2 separate regions of the Mus musculus genome follow, and region 2 is linked to region 1. Evidence: chromatin contacts called from public promoter capture Hi-C data. All regions are on one chromosome and are shown on one strand. Each heading gives the region's core, a stretch centred on a gene start, on an enhancer-like site or on the middle of the called end of the contact. The rest is flanking DNA. Distances are from core to core; before and after follow the strand shown. Region 1 holds the start of Tmem212 (transmembrane protein 212). Region 2 holds the start of 1700112D23Rik (RIKEN cDNA 1700112D23 gene).

Region 1 (7,073 bases), core at 1,965-4,464:
AAGACAGGAGTGACCATTGCAGAAGACAATGCCCGCGGTGGCCTGTGGGAGGCTGCTGGCACGGACCTGAGCCCAAGTCACAGCTGTTCACTGCAGCTGAAAAGACAGGTTGACAAACAGATGACTAGTCGCTCGAGCTTGCTGGCAGGACAGTCAAGTCATTTTGCCAGGCAAAGCTAGGGAAAAGTCTGATAGCTTCCAGATGATTTCCAAACACACTTGAGGGGGAGACATACAATTGGAATTTGGTGGGTGCAGCAATCTCTCTGTAGTATCTTGTAAATTGGAGGGTTTACAATAGAAATTTGACAGTTTCCAGTTAGGGATGATAAACATTGAACTTTGTTCCCCATCAGCCCCGGGTCATTGTGAAGAAAGAGTTCACTCAGAGTTGAAACCGAACAACCAGGAAAAGCAGAAGGAAACACGCTGCGTATGAACACTGGAGAGGCTTAAGTGGGTTGAAAATGGACTCTTTGGAAAGGAACAAAAATCTCTGAAAAGGTATGACAAAGCATGAGGTGTTCCTCCACACCTGGCATGCCTCCTCCGTCTCCTGAAGGAAGCAAACAGGCTTTAGCAGGCTGCTAAAGGAGACAGGGGAACATGTCCCCTGCACCGTCAGCCCATCAATATCATCAAATATTCTGAGCCAGCACTCTAGCAGGCCAGCCATTCACTTGAGCCTTTCAATTTATGCAGTTTGTAACTCTACCTAGCTGGGCTTGCAGGCACAGGCCTGCGATCCTGGCTACGCAGGAGGAGCTCCCCCATGGAGGTAGCCGCTGGTGCTTAGGGACAGTGCCATGGCTGAAAGAAGCTGGGGACGGGCACACATCCATTTCTGTTCTCACTGAAAAATGTCCTTGCTTCAACACAGTTAACAAGAAGCCAGCATCTCTGGAATCTGGTCGGAGATGTCTCTGGATCTACCTCACTCTCATTAGGTCATATTTAGCCATGCCACCCCTTAATCACTAATAAAGTTATGGTGACATCTGTGTTAATCCATAATGTTACAGGCACGTAACGTCTCCCCAAATTAAAACAAAACATTCTTTCTTTGTTTTCCTTTCCACTGTGTGCTGCTGAAGACTGGGGATTTCAACAGTCTTTGTTTTCCAAACGTGCTACCAGAAGAGAGTGAGCTGACCCACAGTGTGCTAACACACCACAGAGCTGCAACCTTGAGATAAGGAGTAAAGGAAAAAGTCAAAATACCACAGCTGAAGTTGAGTACTACAGACAAATCCGTCTTTCCTCCAGACCCTTCCCCCGGGCATGAGGGAACACACTGGCCTGGGCATTCGCTCTGATGAACTTGAACTCACATATATCCACCCCCCCCCCCCCCGTGCGGCCCAAATGCAGACTGGACAGGCTATCGGCTTCGTGAATTGACCCACTGAGTATTTACTAGTGTGTATCTGCTTGGTCCGAATGCCATCTGAAGTTGTCAGAGAGGCCATAGATATTTACAAGGTATGGAAGACTCACAAGTTCTGTGCCTTCCAGAAACTTCTCTAGTTTATATGAAAAGAAAATAATCTGAGAATCTAGCCCACAGAATTGAGAGGAAACACAGAAGAGTGGCCGTGTCAGACAACCAGAGCGGCTTTCCCCGGATTCTGAGTATCTGGGCAGAGACTGCATTGAAATCTGGGTCAACTTGAGTGGGATAGCTACCATAGATCAAAAGACAGAACGGGGAAAGAGATGCAGAGAACTGGTGGGAAGGGGAGGGCCCTCGGGGAATCTGTATCAAACTGATCAAGGAGTCAAGCCTAGAGTTCTGAGGTGATAGACAAAAGAACTAATACTGTCTGAGCCAGCCGCAAGAACTCTGAGGTGAGGTGATTTCAGGACATTTTCTCAGTACGGAGCTTGCTCCACGCTAAGCATCTACACACAGGAGTTCAGCTGATGCCCTCACCCAAGCGCCTGGTGAGAGAAACATTCCTCTTACCTGTTTCTCTTACGAAGAAACAGACCCAGAAAACACAAGTAGCTCGCTCTTCCTCTAGGACAAACACCTAGAAGGGGTGAAGCCAGAGTCAGATTCCTGCTCTGCCTGCCTTAAAACCCATGTTCGGGCCTGGCGACAAAGCCCTTGCCTCTATCCCCGATCACCTAAGTTCTATCCCTGGGCCCAACATAGAGGAAAAAAGAGAACTGATTCCTTCCTGCAAGTTGCCATGCTATGGCATGAACATTCCACTTCAATGCCATACAGACACACACACACACACACACACGCACGCACTCTCTCTCTCTCTCTCTCTCTCTCTCTCTCTCTCAATGTAATTATTTTAAAAATGTACTTAGTGTGTCTGGTTATTTTGCCTGCATGTATGAGTGTGCACCTCATGGACTCTGATGCCCAAGGATGCCAGAAGAGGTGTCTGACTCCCTGGGCCTGTAGTACAACTACAGCTGTGAGCCCTCAATTGGATGCTGGGAATCTAACCCAGGTCCCCTGGAAGAGCAGCAGTCAGTGCTCTTAGCCAGTAAGACATCTCTCCAGCCCCAATAAATTTAGTTTAGTTTTTTGTTTTTTTTAATTAAGAGTAGCTGAGCTTGATGGCTATATTCTTAGCCCTTGGGAGATGGAGGAGGCAGGAAGATCACTGTAAACCAAGGCCAACCTGCTCTCCGTAGCAAGGTCGCAGACCTTCTCTAAAAGAATAATCATAAACAGTTGTGTGGAATTAAACTTTGAAAGGAAAGACTCCTTTGCTTTCAACCATTTACGTTAAATATAATGATCAGTGGACCGTGATCTGCATGTGTGATTCTTGCTTTGTTTTGTGGGAACTTTTGCTGGGAATGCGGCTCTATTGTGCTCAGAGGATGTTGGCTTTCTGCTGTAACCACCAGGCAGGTTGAGTTCAGAAACAATTAGCTCAGTCAGTGAGCCTTTGAGTCTGATTAAGCCAGGAAGTGGTTACTCCCTGAGACAGGGCAAATGAAGGAATCAAGGCGGCCACTCCAGAATGAGAAATCTCCCGCCCTCCCTTCTCTCTGAAGAAGTCGGTGTTAGAGTCTAACCCACAGTCAGAGTTCACTCCTTCCACTTACCTTGGTGGAACAGAGTAAATATTGTCTGCGGGATCTTGTTTCCCATGTTCACTGTCATCCCAGCTACAGTCTCTAAGAAACTTGTGTTTATAGAGGCCTGGCCTGGCCTTGTGTTTTGGTAACAAGTATCTCAGAGCAAAGAGTCAAGCCGCAGAGGAAGATGAAGGGCCTCTACCAGGCTGCTGGCAGGACCCTGGTTACTCTGGGGGGCCTCAGCATCTTCTCAGGAGCCATTGCCTTCTTCCCTGTCTTTTCCTGCAAGCTTTGGTACACAGGATGGAGCGTTTGGATTGCCTGTCCCATCTGGAACGGGGCTTTGGTAGGATCTATTTCATTAAACAGGCTGGCATAAATGCAAGTGAAAAGAAAAGGGAAATAAAATAATATACCAGTTAAGAGTTTTCCAGTAATTCAAAGAAGTCTATATTCTGCCGAAAATCATAGTCCTGAACTTAGAGCAGGAATTTCTGTTAGTTGCATTTTAAGTATATATGTTTTCTTAATATTGTTTCATTTGTATTTGTATGTCATGTATATAACGATGAAATGTTTGGGAAATTCTCATGGGGTACAGTGGCAAAGACCTGTAACCCCAGCACCTGGAACACTGAGGCTAGATTGAGAACTGGAGGCCAGCCTGGGCTACACAGTGGGGCTTTGATTATTATGTAGCTGTGAGCTGGAGCCTCACCTGGGTTACACAGGGAGGGTTTGATTGTTATGTAACTGTGAGTTGGATTCCAGCCTGGGCTACACAGGGAGGCTTTGATTACTTTGTAGCTGAGAGCTGGAGTCCAGCCTGGACTACACAGGGAGGGTTTGATTATTATGTAGCTGTGAGCTGGAGTCCAGCCTGGACTACACAGGGAGGGTTTGGTTATTATGTAGCTATGAGCTGGAGCCCAGCCTGGGTTACACAGTGATGCATTGATTTTTATGTAGCTGTCCATCCCTTACAAGCTAGCATCCTCACAGTGGACTTAGTTTTGACTAAGATTTTATATGTGTGTGTGTGTGTGTGTATATATATATATATATATATATATATATATATATTATGTTAGATGTAGGCTGAATGTATATGTTAGGCATAGGCCAAGAGTAATTAACTGAGTGTGTATCCTGCCACTACTGAGTGGCTACCTGAGCTGGACAGAGGCAGTCTGGGGCAGGCTCAGAGTTAGAACTATAGGCAGAGGGAAGTAGTTCTGACATTGATGCTCTTACTATGTGGAGTGAGGCAGGAGCCTCAGCCAGCTAGTTCTTTCTTGCTTTTTCCTGTGCTCTGGGGACAACTGCCCAACACTAAGATACTTGGTGAGGATGAAGGCATTGACTGATGGCAAGAGCTTTGTGCTCGATTGCTAGCAAACACCAAGCCTTTAGCCTGTGCTCTGTGCAAACTCTCTGCCGTGAACCACTTGCTATGAGCCCTGCTCAGTTCCCCTGATACCCACAGTGCTGCCTCTTGGGACTCATTGCCAGCCAGCTTGCCCTTATGTCTGTGCCTTCACATTCACGGCTGCCATTCAGAATGCCAAGGCATGTTCCTCCCTAGGCCTTTGCTCTGGGGGCTCTGTCTAAACTCTTCCTGTGTTTGGCTGACTCCCAAACCTCTTTTTATTTTTTTTTTTTTAAAGGCAGGATCTTAGGTACCTCAGGCTGTTCTAAGACTCTCTATGAGCTTCTGATCTTTCAACTCCCAACTTCCCAGTGCTGGGATCGGGAGCAAACAACACTCTCAGTCTTTGTGGTGCTGGAGGTCCAGCCAAGGGCTTCACGCTGTGAGTGGACTGAGCTACACACCCGACTCCTCTCATCAACTCTCAACTAAATGTCACTTTCTCACCCATGCCTTCCCTCTTGACCCTCTTCAAAATTGCAACCCCTTGGAGGCCAGCAAGATGAGCCAGCAGGTAAGGGTGCTTGTCCCAAGCCTGAAGATCGGAGCCCAATGCCTGGAACCCACCTGGTGGACGGTGAGAACCATTCCCCATTGGAGATCCCTGACCTCCACACCTGAGCTGTGGTATCCACAGCCCACTCCCCAGCCCCACACAAATAAATAAAGTAAATGTGAAAACAAGCAAAACTCTTTAAAATTGTAACCCCTGCCCCCATCTGCCGTTCCCAATCCTATAGCCCCACTCACATCTACATTACTATATAATTTAACCATTTAATATGCATTATACAAGGACAGGGGTTCAGTTTCTCCTTTCTTTTCTACTCTATCCCCAGAGCATGCAACAAAGAGAGCTGCCTGCTGGATTTTGACAAAGTAGCATTTGATGAATATTGTTGACTAGAGTAGATGACTCCTGGGCCCTGAATTCTGGTGACGGAGAGTGTGTTGTAGAGTTCAAATCTGATAAGGTTACAAGGAGTACAGGTGAGGCTGCCATCTATGGGGGAGAAATCTTCCCCAAAAGGAAAGCAGCAGACTGTTCAGTTCTTTTATGTTTAAATTTAGAATAATACCTTTTTTCCTCTTGAGTTTCTTACTAAGCCAGGTTTGTCTGATGAAGGTCAGCTCCAAAAGGCCTCTGCCTCAGTCCGCACCACCCCTACCAACCACGTCCTTGCTTGCTGCTGAGGTGCATCTTCCTCTAGTGAAAAGGTGGCTGGTATAGTTCAGTCCGATTCCAGTTTCCTTCACAAACAACTCCGGGTTTCTTATGAGACTTATAAGAGAAGTTTTCTTACAGATGATACAATCCCTTGTATTTGTTCAAAGGTTTTTATTCAAGACTTACTAAGTCAGGTCTAAGGTTTGGTCCACAGACTCTCCTAATTCTGTTCTGAAACCCATATGGCTCACAATTTTTCTAGGATGTCTGAGCAAGGTTATTTATTTAAAGGCATCAGCTGCTAGAAAGCATGAAGCCAGCAGGCCATAGTAGCTTAAGAGCCCTATTAATCCAAGGCCTGTGGAGCCATCTCAGATGAAGACACTGCGTCCCATGAGTTTGATCACAGGACTCAGACCTAGAGAGTCCAGGGTCTTGGCCAGAAACAAGCCACAACCCGGCTCCCGGTAATACGCAGTAATGCAGTATCAGGATTCCATTTGAGCCCTGCATGTCAGGCTTCTCAACTGCTATAGAAATGGCTTAGCAGTCTAGGGACTTCCATGCACCAGACAGCATCAAAGAAAAACCAATGTTTGTCAGTGAATACAATACTGGAAGCAGATCTTATTTGGTCTATTGCAGAATGGAGAGAGGAGATGGCATAGGACAAGGTTCAGGTCCAGATATTAGAGCATAAGAGATAATTCAGGTGAAGGAGCATGGTGTAGGGCAGGGGGTAGGAAATGCTGAGGGCAAACGAGGTGATCAGACCTGGTCTTCAGGGTGATGCTGAAGAATACAGAGAGAAGTACATGGTAAAGATCACCAAATATCACTGGCGCTGAATATGGACTGCTCGCTGAAGCTCTCGGTTATGTTTTATTTATTCAATCCATTTATTGTGTGTATGAATGCGCACGTGTGCCCCTGTGCACCTTGGAGGTCAGAGAACACCATTCAGTAGCCCGTTCTCTCCTTCCACCGTGTGGAATCAAGCTCAGGCCTCAGCTTGCTCACAAGTGCCATCACCTGCTGCGCCATCTCATAGGCACCCTACTAAGATTTTACAAGGAAGTGCAGAGTCTGGTCAGGTTGATCTTTGTCAGTGGTTAGTTTTCCACTCAAATAGTCTAAGCTTTTTTATAGTCAGCTCGTCTAAAAACCAATTAGTCATCTCGTCATCCAAACCAATTTTTCCTTCTCCAACTTCCTTTTCTTTGTGTTGGGAAATCAATTTCAAAGCAAGAATGACCTTTGACTCAATTCTTTCCATTAAAGTAGCCTCTTTAAAGACTGTTTATGCAACTCACTGAGGACCTAAGATGGGAGGGTTAATGCTAGGAGACCTATAGGTATCAGGGTCAGCGCTGGGGACCTATGGACACATGGTCAGTGTGTGGATCTATAGACGGCAGGGCCAGT
Region 2 (7,073 bases), core at 2,850-5,349, 880 kb before region 1:
GTGTGTGTACATGCAGGAACACACAGACACTAAGTGTCTGACCTTTACATGTGTGTGTGCCCATGGGTACACACACACAAATGCATTCAGTGTCTAGCTTCCACATGTGTATGTGTGTGCACATGTGTATGTGTGCATGCAGGCACACACATACACTAAGTGTCTGACCTTTAGATGTGTGTGTGCCCATGGGTACACACACACACATATATACACACACGCACACGCACACACATACACAAAGGCACATTCAGTGTCTGGCTTCCACATGTGTATGTGTGCATGCAGGCACATAAATATACATGAAATAACTGTATAATTTGGATTTAGAAGTCATAGTTCTGCCAATCCACTGATCATATCAAGATCTATAGCTTTCCCTATAAGAAATGGTCTTCAAATGACAGATAAAAGTGCAATAAATCCAGAAATATTTAATTTATTTAATTTAGAGTAGAGTGTACAGCAATTCAGACATTAAAAAAATATGCCAAAGAGGAAGCCAAGCAAGCCATTTCTACATTTAACAAATTGGGAACTCCCTCACAGGATCCAAAACCATTTTCTATTTTATACCACCACAAAGCCCCAGACAAGTATGCATTCTTTTGAGAAAATTAATGAAAATTAACAATTCAAATCTAAGCCAATCTTGGAATGGGAGTCAGGAGACACACTTTCTTGTATCCTGAACTTATTTTAAGAAGACACAAATTAAATCTGTAAATATTAACATTTTTCTCCCAATTCTCTTATTTTTTAAATTATTAAAATGAATAGATGCTCACAATCCACTTTGGCTGGCTGCCAAACTGGCATTCAAAATACTGAATTCAGCAGATGCAAAGGAACTGCACACAGCCAGATAATAACAGAAGCAAGGATTTAACAAAGGCACATGGATAGAAGGCTAAAGACCGCCAGAGCATAATAAATAAACTAGAAAGCTCACAGAACTAAGTTTCTAAATGAGTGACCAGAAATAAATATTTGATGGCAGTTTTATAACAGGGCAGCGGAGTCTTTCCAATGTCCAAGGTGCCCACTGAGCCTCAGAACAAACCTGCGAGAGGTTTGATTTCACAGAATTCCCAGTTTTATGAAGTAAAAGTGATCAAATAACTTGCCAACCGAGGCCATACCATAGAAGTCCCAATGCAGAGACCCAGACCCATCGGCCTGACTGACACCATCCTTGGCTATCTACTCTGCCATGTGGCCTTCTAGGGCCAGGACTGGGGACTAAGCAAGGCACCCTCTTGTGCACAAGGAAGCATCCAAACACCTCAACCACAGAACACTTCCAGAAAAATTTAACATTGAGAATGCAAAACTCACGTGACAAAACAAAACTCAGAGATGGAGGCAGGAAGACAATGACTACCTCTCCTTTTGCCCGAGCCTAACATGGGACTTGGCGTTGTTATCAGAATGTGCTTTGCTTTCACACAGGAGTTGAGGAGTAGGCTGGGACCTTAGTAAAAACCCAAATTAAATCCAAACCAAGTTAGTCCCCTGAGGTTAAATTTTAAGCTTCAATCAATGGCTCCTTAATTTGGTAATATTATTATCTGAACTGCTGGTGTAGACTGCTGAAGCATCCAACAAGTAGAAGCGTGGAATAAAAACTACTGATTATAACGAGTACTGAGAATTCAAAGAGCTCACAAAGCAGGACAAGAAAAGAAACCCATTTGGGCCAATGTATGTATATTCTATACTTAGCCGTAATCTGCTCTGTTAACCTCACACTCCACTACACTGAATTCAGGTGTATTTGTTTAACTAGTGTTGACTGAGTACCTACTATGCACAACATCTACAGCCAATGAACTAAGAAGAATGAAAATAGGATTCTGATATAGGAAATGTGAAGCAAAACAATAGTACTTGCTGTTATGCACAGCTACTTATGGGCGCACACTCTCTCATTCAACCCACATGTCCCCCTGGTTTGTTCGGAAAGGCAGAGGTTTAGAGAAGACACACACTTTGTAAAAGACCATCTAGCTAGAAAGTACCAGAACCAGATTCAAACCTGGATTTGATCTCCAACACAGGATAGCCAGGCACAAAGATGCAACCTACAATCTCAGCATTCACAGGCAGAGGCCCGAGTGTCCGAGACTGAAGATCATCCTTGAATAGTGAGTTCAAGGCCAGCCTGAGACCTATGATCTCCTACTTCACAACAGAAAAAGGCACAGAATATTAACAACAACAACAACAGAACTAAACAAAGCACTATTTCTCTAATCTGTAAGATAAGTGGAGTCTAGTAACTGGTAAGGAATATACTCTATAAAACTACTCTCAAGTCTTGTCAAACTACTACTAAAGAGGGTGTTTATACACTTCTGAAATGCTGTTAAAGAAATCAGTACTTACTTGATAATCGTTTCTCTTAATATTTGGAACATCCATGTTGTGAGTAGAAGGACAAATGTCTTCATATTTTTTGCCAGTGAAAATGTCAATTCCAACAAGGTGTACCTGACAGAGGAGAGAACCACAGGAAACATGTTTAATCTCTGTCAGCTATGTCACTCCCTACACAGCAGCACAATCCCAGCTCTGACTGTAATGGAGCCTTTCACCTCTTCCAAGGTCATCTTACTTTCTTTAAAAAAAGTTGCAGTGACACAGAACGAGATTCAGTAAGTACCCAAAACCCGAACAGTTTCATGGCATCAAAACTCAACACACCACACACGTCAGCAAGTCAATTAACAAGAGTCCACAGAAAGTGAAAACCAAGTCTCTTAGAATTAGAAGAACAGGCTTGTTTCTACTAAACACGGATTTAAAAAAGTTTTAGTTTCCAGTTAATGAAACATTCTAAGGGTCCGATTAAATGGAGAGCTTTACTGAGAGTAATGTCTGACCATTCAAGAGACTGAGGGGAAGGAAAAAAAGTTATTTTTCAATATAGAAACCTCACGATGTAGAATGGAACACGAATGATCTTAACGGTGAAGCCAAAAAATGACTTGGAAGGGCCTACCTTGGCATGACCATGCTTCCCAGTCTTGGAAGTTGACATCTCCACGATTTTGCATGGTCGCCCTTTGAGCACGACGAAGCCGTTTTTGCGCAGGGCTGAGCACTGCATAGGATAAGTGCTGGAAGCCCCTGCATCTCCAGTAGTGAAATCAATTTCGTCTGCCATGGTGGACTGGGGAGATGTGCGGTTTTTCTGAGGGAACTATGCGAAAAGTTTGTTTGCGTTTTAATAACCGGCATGCAGGCGGGGTTATGTCTCATTTTGAAGACAGGTAGCCGAGCATCACTAGCCCGTTATGTTTGCATTTATAGAACACCCACTCTGAGTGGAGTATACTTTGCCATTCAGGCCTCTGAAAACTTTTCCAGCCCTTGGTGGGAGGTGGGGAAAGGAGCCGCAGAAGAGCTCGCCGGAGAGTGAAGGCGACACCAGCGCCCAGCCGGCAGGTCCAGTCCCCACCACCCCACCGCAAGAAGTGCCCACGACCTTCCTGCGCCGGGATGCGGGGCCCGGCGCCTCCCTCCGTCCCATCCCCGCTGCCAAGGTATCAGCCAGGCCGCAGGTTCGGGGAAGACTGGGACAGGAGCACCCGGCCGGTTGCACCTGGCCCTCAGTGCGCCTAGGACCCGCAGCGGCGCCGCCCTGGCATCCCGGTTCGGCCCAGCGGTAAAGGGCCCTAGCTCCGGCGGTCCCGCGCTTGCCGCCCTCCAGTTCCCAAGCATCTCGGCTCCTCCCCTCGCCCGGACCCCAGCATCACCGGCTGCATCCCCCGCCGCCCCGCCGACCCGGCCCCAGGTCTTCACCTTCCGGCCCCGCACCGCACGCCTTTGCTGCGTCCGCCGGTCCCTGCGGCTGCGGCGGCGCTGGCGGCCGCGGCTGGTCCAGGAGACGGGGCGGGGCCGCCACGCTTCCCACACCCGGCTCCCCGCCCCGGCCCGCCCAGCCCGGGCCCGCCCCGCCGCGACCACACTTCCGGGATAGGCCCCGGCGCGCCACAGGCCCCGCCTCCAGGTCGCCCATTGGCTCGAAGCTTCCCGAGGTCCCGCCCCGTCACGTGAAGCTCGCCCTGGCAACCCCACGTGCTGCGGATTAGTGCACTTCCGGCGTGCAGAGCTGCCTGCAGTCGACTGTTTGAAGCTTCGCAGTGTTCCCGGGCGAGATGCATCCTCATCTTCAGTTCGGCGCCCAGTTGACCTTGGGGACGACTATTAGGACCAGGTAGCTTGCTCTGGGCCCTAGCACGCAGGTGCGTGGATGCTGTCACTTAATGGTCTTCAAACTCTCAAGTCCTGCTGATTTTGCAAGAGTCCCGAGTGTTGGTGGAGTGGAACTTTGATTCAAGCTTCTGGTACAGCTTGCAGCCCTCCTTGGGGCTGGAATCCGTGCTTGGAGCTCGAAGAGTGCTAGGTGTGGTATGCTATTTCATGATTCTGCATTGTAGATCCTCAGAGGACTCCAGACACTATGACGAGGTGCTGGTGAAGTCAGCAGTGTTCTCAGGGGCGGGAAATCCCATGTACCCGAGACTCTACGGTGACCTTTGATCTTCCTGGCATCGGTGTGCCCTAGAGTTTGAGGTTTTGTTTTTGTTTTTGTTGTTAAATGATTAAAGACAAAGATTCTCGAGAAGTGTGCTTTCCTTTCACAGTTTTATCATAGCTTCATCTCTCACCTTGGAAAGAATCAAGGTAATTAACTGACCACCCCACAACCCAGTTCATGTTGTTCAGTGATTTGGTATTGCTGTCCTATAAACAAATCTAGTCTCATAGTCACTTACACGTATATGCAGAACACATTTCATTTGTGTTGTCTAGAAGCAATAAGCACATGGCTTCCATAAAGTAAACTCTGCCTCTTGTTACAGAAAGAGCCGAATTAGGACCCCTGGCTTCTGAGTTCCCTCTGCTTTTCCCTATTGTTGTTGTTACTATTGCTCCTGCTAATACTTAAGTAAGAATTACATAGTGTACTGTTTCATCTCTATTATTAAATCTTGACTACTAAAGTTTTTGTTTAAACTAAGGTTAATGTTAGAATATATATGAAATAAGATTTAAGAGGCTTGAAAAAGGAAATCAGATGTACGATCACCTCCATTGTCAGGATATAGTAGAATATTATCACGTTCCAAAATTTTCTGTGCCTTTTGGTCATCAGCCCTCTTTTTCACCCCTACCTTACACCCAGCCAGACCTTCCCAACTATTAACAGTTACTCTTTTACTCCTCATTTTGAATTATGGGGAAAGGCTGGGCAGGACAATAAGGCAGGGTATAAGAGCCACTCATAATCAAAGTTGAAATCACTTCTTTGTCTATCACCATATTCATGTAAGATTTGTATGTGGACCCAAATGACTATTTAATTCGACAAATACAGTGACTTTTCCCGAGGTCTCTAGAACACTGAAGTGGCAAATTCTCAGCCCTTGATTCTGGGAGAGTTACAGTATTAGGTTCCTTGTAGGTTCCGGAGGCCACATTTTCATGGTGAACAAGTGATTGGTATGTTTAGTTCTACAAGAGGCACGTTATTTCACATGTATTTTTTTAACTTTGGGCGTGTGGCTAAAAGCACTAAGCCTGAAGGTATTTGATGTACCCACTTGTCTTCTCTATTTGGCACAACAGAACCTTGTGCATAGGAACACCAAAGAACATTTCAGCATGGGGTTTGGGAGGTCGGGGTGTGGGGGGGGAGTGCATTTTAAGCAGGGTAATCACCAACAGAAGGCATAACATGCAAATCAGAAAGCAGAGCTCTGAAAAACATAGCAAATAGACCGGAAAGAACATGTACGTGCAGTTTGATGTTTGAAACCATGTTTGACCTCAGCTCAGCTCTCTGCACGTGCACAGCGGATGGATGCAGAAAGCATGCTGTTCTGGATGGTTTCTCTTGTATCTTTATGCAAACCCACAAACGTAGAATCCAGAAATAGTGAGGGTTGAGCGTCTTATTTATTTATTTATTTATTTATTTATTTATATAATTTATTGACTATTTATTTGAGCATTCTTACTTCTGGAATTTCCAGCCAGCCCCTTGTCCATAGGCTGCTTGACATCCGTCAGTCTAGTAATTTCCAAGAATAACTAGGACAGACATAACTACAGGACTGACAAAAGGAGCCCCTCCTGTACAGCCTGGGTGTTGGTGAAGGGGGAATCCAAGAGTTTCCTACAGATAGGTTGAAAGGTTTTTTTAAAAGCTGAAATTAAGACCCATTAATATATTTAGTTTGACCTAATCAATATGTTCAAATATTCTTTCACATGTAACTATAAAACTATTACTAAGCTATTGTACATTCTTTTCTTTTTTTAAGTTAGTACTAACTTTTTGCAATCTGGTGTGTATTTTTGGTTCAACGTCTAAGTTCATAGCAATAACATTTCAGGTGCACCGTAAGCTGTATGCGGCTGGTGGCTTGTCTGTGGACATCACAGATTGGAAAGTATCACTACAGCTTCTCTGGATGTGACCAACTAACCTGAGAATTGAAGTTTGGATAGAGGCTAGCAGTAAGACGCTGTTAAAAAGTTTGGATATGAAGTTTCTCCCAATAGACAGATAGACTGAGACCTTGGGTCCCCAGCTGGTGGCACAGTTTTGGGAGATTTCTGGAAATTTGAGTGGTTGGGACCTGACTGGAGGAAGAAGACCATGAAAGGTGTGTGTCTGATGTTATCTTGTCCCTTTCATCTTTCTGTCTTTTCTGCTTCCTACCGTCATGGGGAGAAGATGCTTTCAGATACAAACTCCTGGGTCATGACATTGTCCAAGCACACAGGGCCAAACCATGAGCCAAAATAAGTACTTCCTCGCTTAAGATGCTTGCGTCGGGTATTTGGGCCACAACAATAAAATGTTAGCTCGGAAAGTGTTTGGAAAATGCATTTAAACCAAATGCAGCAGGAATACAAGAGCCCAAATGACAGAATCATGGTTTTATCCTCCACTGCAAATGGCTTAGTATGTTCTGTAAAGAGATGGGTGAATTTTTACTTTGTTCTAAGAACAGTAAACCCTAAAATCATACAGATGATGAAATGGAAACTTAAAA

The links. Promoter capture Hi-C pulls out the DNA fragments that hold promoters and counts their contacts.
Region 2: a contact with region 1 is called in a promoter capture Hi-C map of embryonic stem cells, with 7 times the contacts expected there. The contact joins the promoter of 1700112D23Rik here to the promoter of Tmem212 in region 1. A contact is called at or near these places in 7 of 39 promoter capture datasets (the C10 cell line, the HPC-7 cell line, cranial neural crest and 4 more).

Annotation. Positions count from the first base shown.
Region 1 is chr3:27,892,509-27,899,581 of GRCm38.p6, reverse strand. It overlaps Tmem212 (transmembrane protein 212), which reads left to right and starts at 3,214. Exons shown (of 4, transcript NM_001164437.1): 1 at 3,214-3,397. The coding sequence starts at 3,239. It overlaps Gm42195 (a long non-coding RNA gene), which reads left to right. Exons shown (of 2, transcript XR_880708.2): 1 at 1-504; 2 at 1,095-2,779.
Region 2 is chr3:28,778,148-28,785,220 of GRCm38.p6, reverse strand. It overlaps 1700112D23Rik (RIKEN cDNA 1700112D23 gene), which reads left to right and starts at 4,099. Exons shown (of 3, transcript NR_166152.1): 1 at 4,099-4,250. It overlaps Eif5a2 (eukaryotic translation initiation factor 5A2), which reads right to left and starts at 3,944. Exons shown (of 5, transcript NM_177586.6): 1 at 3,808-3,944; 2 at 3,005-3,205; 3 at 2,389-2,493. The coding sequence starts at 3,169.